Linked DNA regions of Mus musculus: regions 2 and 3 are each linked to region 1. Evidence: chromatin contacts called from public promoter capture Hi-C data. All regions are on one chromosome and are shown on one strand. Each heading gives the region's core, a stretch centred on a gene start, on an enhancer-like site or on the middle of the called end of the contact. The rest is flanking DNA. Distances are from core to core; before and after follow the strand shown. Region 1 holds the start of Edem2 (ER degradation enhancer, mannosidase alpha-like 2). Region 2 holds the start of Ndrg3 (N-myc downstream regulated gene 3). Region 3 holds the start of Rab5if (RAB5 interacting factor).

Evidence for each region. Promoter capture Hi-C pulls out the DNA fragments that hold promoters and counts their contacts.
Region 2: a promoter capture Hi-C map of pre-B cells shows a contact between it and region 1, with 5 times the contacts expected there. The contact joins the promoter of Ndrg3 here to the promoter of Edem2 in region 1. A contact is called at or near these places in 2 of 39 promoter capture datasets (liver and pre-B cells) and 1 of 484 Hi-C or Micro-C datasets (B cells).
Region 3: a contact with region 1 is called in a promoter capture Hi-C map of pre-B cells, with 2.1 times the contacts expected there. The contact joins the promoter of Rab5if here to the promoter of Edem2 in region 1. A contact is called at or near these places in 1 of 39 promoter capture datasets (pre-B cells) and 1 of 115 datasets of contacts at active chromatin or transcription factors (microglia).

What each region holds. Positions count from the first base shown.
Region 1 is chr2:155,727,553-155,730,985 of GRCm38.p6, reverse strand. It overlaps Edem2 (ER degradation enhancer, mannosidase alpha-like 2), which reads left to right and starts at 1,511. Exons shown (of 11, transcript NM_145537.2): 1 at 1,511-1,755; 2 at 1,985-2,095. The coding sequence starts at 1,649.
Region 2 is chr2:156,990,313-156,993,745 of GRCm38.p6, reverse strand. Ndrg3 (N-myc downstream regulated gene 3) reads left to right here and starts at 1,635. Exons shown (of 16, transcript NM_013865.2): 1 at 1,635-1,747.
Region 3 is chr2:156,861,220-156,864,652 of GRCm38.p6, reverse strand. Rab5if (RAB5 interacting factor) reads right to left here and starts at 1,531. Exons shown (of 4, transcript NM_026124.3): 1 at 1,236-1,531. The coding sequence starts at 1,349. It overlaps 5430405H02Rik (RIKEN cDNA 5430405H02 gene), which reads left to right and starts at 1,708. Exons shown (of 3, transcript NR_027914.1): 1 at 1,708-2,054.

The DNA.
Region 1 (3,433 bases), core at 262-2,761:
TAACTACTCTTCTAGAGCACCTGGGTTGAGTCTTAGCACCACATGGAAGCTCACAATACCTATAATTCTAGACCCAGAGGACTCTACACCCTTTTCTGGCCTCAGAGGTGACCTGGCATGCACAAAATTATGTACAAAATCCTCATGTACATAAATAAATAATATTATTGTGTGCTCCAAACTTGCTTATAACTCTTCACCTATGCTTATGTAAGCAGCCCTAATTAAACCTAATCTACCCCAATCACAACCACAAAAAATGACAGTAGGAGGGGTTTGGGAGGAAAAAGGAGGAGAGAAGAATGGTGAAGGTAATGGGGGAGGGGCGGTGACCAGAACATATTCATACATATATGAAATTGTCAAAGAACAAGAATTAACAAACAAACAAACAAACAAACAAACAACTGGGCCAAAGAAGGCAGAGTCTGCCTGCACTTTGCTCAATAAATGGAGCAGCCATTTCCCTCTGAATTTTTCAGCAAAGAAGAGTTGGGCAATGCTAGAATTAAAGAAAAGTTCAAATTAAAAGGATCTCAAATATCAGTTTAGACAAACCCTTTCATAAATGTGGGTGCTGTGCCTGGAGGATGAGAGGGACTCCTTTAAGGTTATATAGGTTATGTGTGAATGGTAGAGTCGTAATGAACCCCAATCGAACTTCAAATCTAGGGTTGTCTACAGCTCATTCCACTGACCAAAGAGAAGGGGGTTGCTGTAGATAGCGCACTAACAGAGTCTAGGACCTAGCAAGAGAGTGGGGAAACTGGCCCAGATGTTCTTTTTATTTTGTTTTATTTTGTTTTTTCGAGACAGGGTTTCTCTGTGTAGTCCTGGCTGTCCTGGAACTGACTTTGTAGACCAGGCTGACCTCGAACTCAGAAATGTGCCTGCCTCTGCCTCCCAAGTGCTGGGATTAAAGGCGTGCACCACCACCGCCCGGCCGGCCCAGATGTTCTTAAAGGAAGAATGCTGGGTCTTCATTCTCACCAGGGATGGCAGCCACTGAGATGGTCCAGGTAAAGTCCTGGGTTGATTTAGAGACTGAAGGGACCGTGATTTCATGGCACCCTAAAGTGAAAGACCGTCATAAATGTATGAATTCCTAGAACAAAAGGGATTTCTGGAAACCTTAAGGCTTTGGGAAAATAATTCTAGAGTTTACTTACACAATGGTTTGTCAAACCCTGTGTCTATTATAGTCAAAGCCGAACATTTTTCATCCATATTTACATAGGCATCTGCTCAAATCTTGAGTACCTGCTAGCCCCTCCTTTAAAAGGTATTTGGAAAAAAAACAAAAATTAACTAGATGGCGCCTGTAAAGTGCTCCTAACACTTTAATTCACCGAAGGTGCTCAACAAACAGAAACTGGGATTGTGAAAACATTATTAACAGCAGCCACAGCAACCACTGTCTTTAAGACACGTTGAACTCCTCTCTGTAGACCAGAAATCCCGAGATGCTCTTTTGCCAGGGCTCCACCGCCCATTGCATCCTGGGCTTTGTAGTCAGGAAGTGAGAGGCTTCTTGCCCAACGCGCAGGCGTCGTGGTGCGTATCCCCGGAAGAACCAGCCGCGGCTCGGAGGATGAGCTGGTGGCGGTGGCTGCAGCTGCTGCGGCGGCACTGACAGGACACGAGCTCTATGCCTTTCCGGCTACTCATCCCGCTCGGCCTCGTGTGCGTGCTGCTACCCCTGCACCATGGTGCGCCAGGCCCCGACGGCACCGCGCCCGACCCCGCCCACTACAGGTGAAGGGGGCCAGGCTCCCGCTCTCTACGGCTGGGGAGTGGCAAGCGCCCACCGGGTCCCTTCCCTTCCCTCCACCCCAGGACCCCCACCCTGACGTGCTCTGGTCCCGCTGCTGGGCCCTCGGCAGAAATCATTTTGTGGTTCCCATTCTCCGTCCTGTGTCTGGTCCTTTCTCCCGCCTGGTTTTGTGTTCTGGCCCCCTACCTTATTTCTCATCCCTCGAACCAGGGAGCGAGTCAAGGCCATGTTCTACCACGCCTACGACAGTTACCTGGAAAATGCCTTTCCCTACGATGAGCTGAGACCTCTCACCTGTGATGGGCACGACACCTGGGGCAGGTAGAGCCAGCTTGAGGGCCAAGGGGGTTGGCCGGGATCATAGGAGGGCTGGTGGCTTCATGGTCTCACTGATTGTGGAAAGTTTCCGACCTGGGCTGATTCAACCCCGTCCCCTCAGTCCAAACCAGCGCTGTCAGAACTACACAGCTTTTCACAGTACAAAAAAGTCTTGGCTTAACTTGGCAGGCTAGCCCTCTGGACTCACCTCAGCCGAACAGGCAACCACGTATGAGGACTTGGGGACATTTCTGGAGTCACAAAATATTTTGAAAAAACTCCCGGGAGTCAGGAAACTCAACTCCTTCATTTTATAGGTGGGCGCACAGGCCCAGGAGGAACGTTATTCTCCCCACAGTTAAGACCCTTTGTAGTTGGTGTACTCTTTATGACTGAAAAATATTTCCCGTCTAGCTTCATACCAACTCCTCTCACCGCCATACATACAAGTCACCTGATTCATTTTCGTTTAGTAATTCTGTGTTACCATATCATCTTTTCATTTTCACTGGAATAAAGAACCCAGTCGAGCAAAGAATCATTGCATTAGCCAAAACTGACACTAGGGCTGTAATCCTGAGTTGGTTTTTGTTTTGTTTTGTTTTGCTTCGTTTTTATAGAATGATTTATTGATTTAGTGCGCACTGGCTGTTTGCCTGTATCTATAACCATGTGAGGGTGTCAGGTTCCCTGGAACTTGAACTACAGACAGTGTGAGGTGCCCTGTGGGTATGAGATGATCAACCAGTGCTCTCAACCACTGAGCCATCTCTCCAGTTGCTGAGGTCTTTTATTTCTTGCTTGCTTGCTTGTTTGAGATAGGTCTCACATAGCTCAGGCTGGCCTCAGACTTACCACATCGCCAACAATGACCATGAACTTGGGGTGCTCCTGCCTCTCCTTCCCAGGTGCTGGATTGCAGGTGCTCCCTCTCACCCCTGCCTCATTATCCTCGTACTACAAATATTTATACGTGATAGCATGCTCTCTGATGCCAGGGGCTAGGCAAGTAAGCTAGGAACGTGTGCCAATTTTTATTTCTTAGTTGGAACAGAAAGCAAGTGCAAACACATGGCTCACTGAGCAGGATAGAGTCATGCTTGCTGAGTATCTCATTCCTTAGGTCTACAACCTGTGTATGTCCTGTAGATCATTGTAGAATGTTCTCAGTTTATACAATTACACAGGTGTGCATATACGTGTTATGTGTTTATTGAGACAGGATCTTGCTATATGGCCCAGACTAGTTTTAAACTCTCAGGCCTTCTGAATCCCTATCATCCCCCCACCCCCCGTGCTGGGACTGCAGGCATATCTCACACCTGGCTACTGTGTATCTTT
Region 2 (3,433 bases), core at 386-2,885, 1.3 Mb before region 1:
CCTCAGCACTAAAGAAGTAGAAGCTAGAGTCAGGAGTTGCAGGCTCTGGGCTACACAGCAGCTGCTAGGCCAGTGGTTTGTGTTGGCCTGTCTCAGTGGTACTGAGCTCCAAGCATGGTTTATGCTTATTCACAGCTTTATGAGAGAGGCTTTGTTTTTTGTGTCATTTATAGAACATTGGCAATGTTTCCTAATTTAGCCAGTAATATGTACTGAGGGTAAACTTGCAGTTCAGTGCTTTGTTAACAGTTAAATATAAATCATGTGGGGGCTGGTGAGATGGCTCAGTGGGTAAGAGCACCCGACTGCTCTTCCGAAGGTCCAGAGTTCAAATCCCAGCAACCACATGGTGGCTCACAACCATCTGTAACGAGATCTGACGCCCTCTTCTGGTGTGTCTGAAGACAGCTACAGTGTACTTACATGTAATAAATAAATCTTAAAAAAAAAAAAATATAAATCATGTAATAAAATGCCTTCAATACTAGTTTTGCCTTCATTCAGATTGGCTTGGGCCTGGCCTGGGTTTGTTTAATTTTACCCTTCTAGGTAGACAGTTCACTGAAGGAAGATGGCAGAAACTGATAATAGGCCAACCTACCTAATGCTACAACCCTTTAATAACATAAGTTGCTCATGTTGAGGTGAGCCCCAGACACACAATTATCTGTTGTTCCTTTATAACTAATTTGCTAGTGTTATGAATCAAATATAAATATCTGATATGTAAGCCCTGTGAAAGAGTCAGCTCCCAAAGGTATGGTGACCCTTGTGCCATAGAGGAGTGCTGTTTCCCAGCTTCTCTCATGGCTTGTTCAGCTTGCTTTGTTATCCCCTCCAGGGCCACCTACCCATAGTAGGCTGGGTGCTCCCATTATCAGTCATTACTAAGAAAATACACTACACAGTCCAATTTACTAGGGGCCTTTTCTCAACTGAGATTCTCTTCCCAAATTACTTTATTTCAAATTGACATAAAAGTTGCCAGCACATGCAGGCAACGTTTTGATTCTAGTCTGGAGAGATGACTTAGTGTTTAGATGTGCACTGTTCGTAGAGAGGACTGGAATTCATGTCTGTAATCTCCCATTTCAACATTCTGCAGCTGTCTTTAGTAGGAATCTGCTACATTTATATGAACATCACTGCCCTGCACAGATGCTCGTATATGCACAATTAACAATGAAAATCTTTAATTGTTGAGTCAATAATATGTTCAGTCGTTTTTTGTTTGTTTTGTGTGAAGTAACCAACTCTCTTGTTCTACTCAAGAAGGAAATAATATGGCTGCCATTTGTAAAAGATGGAAGAGGACTAGGAATTTGATTCCTGGAAATCGAATCCCTGAGGCTCAGGAGTGCCAGATGATCTTGAGTGTAGCTTTAAACCTTGTTAAAACAAGTATGTCATGGCCCATAAGAGCTTACTAATAATTCAACCATGAGGGAGAGGTAGGTGTGCAGAGAAAACATTTCACATCCCCTCCTGGCAGTTCTGAGCAACAGCCTCCGGGACACCGCAAGAAGAAAAACTACAGCCAAGATGGCGCTGCTAGAGACTCTGTAGGCCTGACCACCATTTTGTCTGTAGTTCCTAGCGTAAGCAGGCGCGTTGCGCATGCGTAAACCCCCGGCATCCTCAGCGCGCCTGCGCTGCGCAGCGCCCCCCCTCCTTGCTGCTGCTGCTGCTGCTGCTGCTGCTGCTGCCGCTGCTGCTGTAGATTGACGGCCCCGCGCTAGCGCTTCAGGTGAGTGAGCGCCTCTACCACAGCGGGCGGAGGGCGCGCCGCGCGGTACGCCCGCCCGGGTGTCGCTCCTCTGTGCGCTGCGGACCGATGGCCACGCGACCAGCCCCGGGTCCTCGCGGTCGGCCTTCTCTGAGCCCCCCGAGCCTATCGCGTTCAGCCCGGCCTCCCGCGCCCCTGCCGGTACCTAGTCGGCGGAGGGCAGCGTGTGACCTGTTGGGGTCCGGCGTCGCTACAGAGGTCTGCACCCTCCGTCGCTGGAACCCCCTGAGGCTGTCACCCGTTCTCCGCCTCTCACGGCGGAGCACGGAGCTCCTAGAGCTGAGCATCCACCTACCCCGTTGCCCCTCACAGCCCAGAGAGTTTTGACAGGGGCCTGGACTCGCCTTCTGTGGGTTTCTTCCCAAAGCCACAGAGGCACTCTTCTCTCCTGGGACCACAGGACCACGGTTTGTCTAAAGCCCACTTTGTAGCCAAAGAAACTGAGGCACGGAGAGGTGAAATGTCGCGTCCAAGGTCATGCAACTGACAAGTGACACGGCCAGCTCTCTTAACTCAGAGGCGGTGGGGCTTTCACAGCCAGAGCTGGTGGGGTTTGACCTTGTATCTTTAAATTTGGGGCGGTGGGGAATACACTTGTCATTTATCTAGAGTTGCTTTTAAAGGTCGTAAAAGTGGGCTACGAATAGAATTATCTTCTGGTCAGTACGGTGGAAATGCTGTTGTGATAACAATCGCGATGTTAACGTGAACTGGCTCCCTCCCAAATACTCGCTTTGTGCCAGGGATCTTGCTAAAGGTTTTATTAAGATCGGTTCACCTTTGTACCTCGCTGCTTCCCTATCCAGTGCTTTCTCCCTTCTTTTTCTCGAAGCCGTTTTTTCCCCCTGCAGAGCTCTCCTGCATGTCACAGGTAGACTTGGAGCCTCATGGCTTAAGCTGAGAGGCTCTCCCCTGTGGCTCCCTGGTAGAACACAGTAAGCCTCTCCTGCGTCAACCCCACTCCCCTCCCCCAGGGTGTCCCCCCCCCAGCCCCCCAAGGTATAATTAGCATTTCTTTTCTAGCTGTCAGGACTAGGCTGGCTGGGCTGGCTGGACTTGTGGAGGTGACAGAGCAGATTTAGCCAGTATCACCTCTTTTTGGGACTTTCTGGCTCTGCTCCAAAGCTGGTCTTGAGCATTTTCAGGCTTTAAGATAAAACGAGAAAGCGTTGACACGGTGGTGAAGAATCTAAGACACCTCCTTTGATTTGAGTTCCAAATGAACAGCTATAAAAATGTGTTGATTTTTTTTTTTTTTTTGCCCCCAAAATAACTAGCACAAACTGCCTTTTCCTCCCTTAGCAAATCCTCCTCCACACTTCAAAGGCTCCACAAAATTTTCATCTTCCCTGCTTAATTTTCCTAACTAGAATTAAATAATACATAGCAGGCTGCAGGCCCGGGTCTTATCCTCAGTAAGATCCCCCCCAACCCCACCCCCATCCCCGGCCAGGTCAGGCGCAGTCTTTGCACCCCCAAATGCCTGGGTCCTGGTTGGCCAAAAAAAAAAAAAAAAAAAAAAAAACTGAGTTCCAGCTGTTCCTTGCCGTTACTCAAAGGGTAATTAATGTTCTATTGCTATTCTGTTGGTCCTCTTGCCCTCCAGTTTCTCTTTGCTGTCCCTCCCTTTATATTTCTCTTCAGATT
Region 3 (3,433 bases), core at 282-2,781, 1.1 Mb before region 1:
GTTGTTGTTTTCGAGGCAGGGTTTCTCTGTGTAGCTCTGGCTGTCTTGGAATTCACTCTGTAGACCAGGCTGGCCTGCAACTCAGGGATTCCCCGACCTCTGCCTCCCAGTGCACTACCACCACCACCTTGCTCCATATGTGGTTCTTCTGTCATTCCTTCTACTAAAGTGTGATGGGAAACAATATATTTAGACTATTAAGTGACTAATTCCAGAGCCTGTTCTCTACCATATTTTAGAGAAGTCGTTACTTCTTTAAAAGAAGCTGCGTAAATAGAAGTTTGTTTTGAAGTGACAATGGGCACTGTGCTCCTGGCCACAGATAACCCTTGGCTGGCCAGCTAAGTTCTAGAGAGTCTCCAGGAAGAAAAACTATTAACTTCAGTTCCCACCCTTCCTGTACAGCGACTTTTGAGAAAGCCAGAGTTAGGAAAGTGTGGTGGTGGAGAAGTGTGTGCTTAGGCCTGTGCCAGCTCATCTAAGTTTCACCCAACAAAGAGCACTCAGGTTTGTGAACTGCCCTGGACTCCAGACACCAGTCCTTGGACCGGGGAAGATAAAAAATATGACACAGCAGTTCACAAAGACGACAGGTTTTGCAAGAGCTGGGCAGGGCTGGGGGCAGGCCAAGGGCACCTTCAGGAAGTACTCCCCCCCTCCATGGCGGAACTGAAGGGAGGGAAGCCCAATTTCAACAGTCCAAACAACGGAAGGAGTCCAAATATAGCATTCTTTTCAAACCATCTAGAATCGGGCTGAATGGTGACAGGCTTGAAGATCACAGAATGGAGCAATGATAGGAGGCGTCCAGGCTCAGATCCTCTGGAGATGACCAGCGAGTGCATCTTTAAGTCCCCAACCTCTTCTAACCCATGTCTAGCGACTTTCTTACTAACTCACACCCTCTTAAGGTGGTCTTAGAACCGGCTCTCGAATCTTAAAGCTCACAGGGCATGTCTTCTTTCTCATCTAAGCGAGCAAGGACAGAGCCACCCCTCGCAATGTGCAAAGTAAACGCACTTCAGGGATTCCGCACCCGGCACGTGCGCAGTCTTCAGAAGCGCTAACTACTCCGGATCCTGCGGAGCAAACGGCGGGGGATAGCAGGGGCTCCGCTCGCTCCACTACGCGCCGGCCCCCTTGGCACCCCGCTCCCTGCTCCCATGGCCGCGCCCGGCCGATTGGCCGGGGCGAGGGAGACCCGGGCCCGTCCTCCCTCGCCGGGCCTTCTGCACCTTGTCGTCCCAGGCCGCGTCGCTCCGCAGCACCTTGCTCCACACGGACACCTTGAGGGCCCCGTTGGCCAGCTGCGGCTGAGGCGGCTCCTCCTTCCGCCGCCCGCCGCTCATCCTCCCGTCGCGCCGCCCGAGCCGGGCGTGGGGCGCGCGGGCCAAGCCGAAGGGAGTCGGGGTCTGGGACCGCGGGACTCGGCGCGCGGGGCGGCAGCGGTAGTCCGGGCAGCGAGGGACAGTGGCCCGCCGAGGCTCTGCTCGCTCTGCCCAGCGGCCGGCTCGCTAAGCTCCACGGAGCAGGCGCCGCCGAGGGAGGGGCGGGGCCCTGATGACGTGCGCACGCAGCCAATCGGCGGCCACGCGGCGGTCGGCTCCGAAGCTCGGCGACGCCTCGACGCGAGCGTCCCCTCCGGTGGGCGGAAGTGACAGAAGCTTCCGGCGGACGCCAGGGGACGGTGAGCGAGAAGGGACAAGTGCGGCCCGGAGGCGATCTGTGCGCGAGGAGGCGCTGTGAAGACTGAGGCACAGCCCCTCCGAGGAAAGCCGAGATTGTACGTTTCCTTGCCGGCTGAGCCGCGGCTCGTCCCCCGGAGCGACACAAAGAAGAAGTGGCCTTGCATCCTGCTCCGCCTCCCGAGCCGGGTCCTTGGTCCCCGGAAGCCCTGGGCTGCCCCACTGGAGTTACCTTCTGTGCGTTCTCTCCTAAACCTACACGTTATTCACGACTTTGTTCATGACTATGGAAAACAAAACAAAAACAAAAACCAAACCAAAGTTCCCTCGCCTGGCGATGGTGCAAGCCTGTCTACCTGCTGGAGGATGGTAAGTCCCCGGTCACGACAACCTGTCTCAACGGGAAAAAAAACAATTCTGTGAACCCTAACGTCTCCTCTTGCTCAGCGTTCTCTTCTGAGATCCGAATGTGAAGCTGAGATCCCAAGAGAGAAATTCTTTCCTAAGGATGAGGCAAGTTGAAACCAGGGGAGAACCCCACTAGGGGGAATAGAAAAGTAGTAGGTGTCGGGCTAGCTACCCCGTCCTCACTGTGTGTTGTTAGCACTTCCCAGGATGTGTTTTGAAAGGACAGAAGGAGCAGCACCCCCTGCGAACTTGTACAAAGACACGTTGTGGTGTACACTGTGACTCGTCTGCAGTCCAAACCCGGGGAGGAATGTTAGGCTGGCCTGGCTACATTCCAAGATCCCGTGCCCCGTCTGACCTGGGTTACACAGCGAAGCTGGTCTAGCATACAGAGTGAGAGATGCTGCCTCAAACAGACAAATGAGCAAAATCAGTCCCATCCTCCAGATGGTGCCACACAGGATGTGCTATGCTAAGGGATATCACTAAAAAACAAAAGAAAAGAAAAACCCCCCAAGAATTGTTTATTATGTATACATCGTTCTGGCTGCATGTTTGCCTGCAGGCCAGAAGAGAGGTTACCAGATCACATTATAGATGGTTATGAGCTACCATGTGGTTGCTGGGAATTGAACTTAGAACCTCTGGAGGAGCAGCTAGTGTTCTTAATCTATGAGCCATCTCTCCAGCCCGGAACATCACTTTTATGCAGTGAGTTTATAAAGGCAAAGTAATTTGCCTGGAATCATTGAGTTAGTAGTTGGGTTTATTTTACTCTAAATCCGAGTTCTTTTCTTTTTAAAAATAATTATTTCATTCCATAGTATGGGTGTTTTGCCTGCAGTGTGTGTGTGTGTGTGTGTGTGTCTGTGTGTGCACCACTTTGTGTGCCTGCTGCCTAAGAGGGCGACATATCTCCTACAGATAGTTGGGCGCAGTCATTCAGGTGCTTGGAATTGATTTCTTTTTTAAAAGTTTATTTTATATGTGTGTGTATATATATATATATATGTGTGTGTGTGTGTGTGTGTGTGTGTATACACAAATATATATGTGTATATATATATACACACACACACACACACACATATGTACATATATATGCTGTTGCTGTCTTCAGACACACAGGAAGAGGGCATTGAATCCCATTACATATGGTTATGAGCCATGATGTGGGTGCTGGGAATTGAACTCAGGACCTCTGAAAGAGCAATCAGTGCTCTTAATTCTGTCCAGCCCGGAACTGAATTCCTAAGCCAGAATTCGTAAGCACTGTGCCATCTCTCTCCAGTCGTGTGTGTGTGTGTGTGTGTGTGTTCCTAAGCCAGAATTCGTAAGCA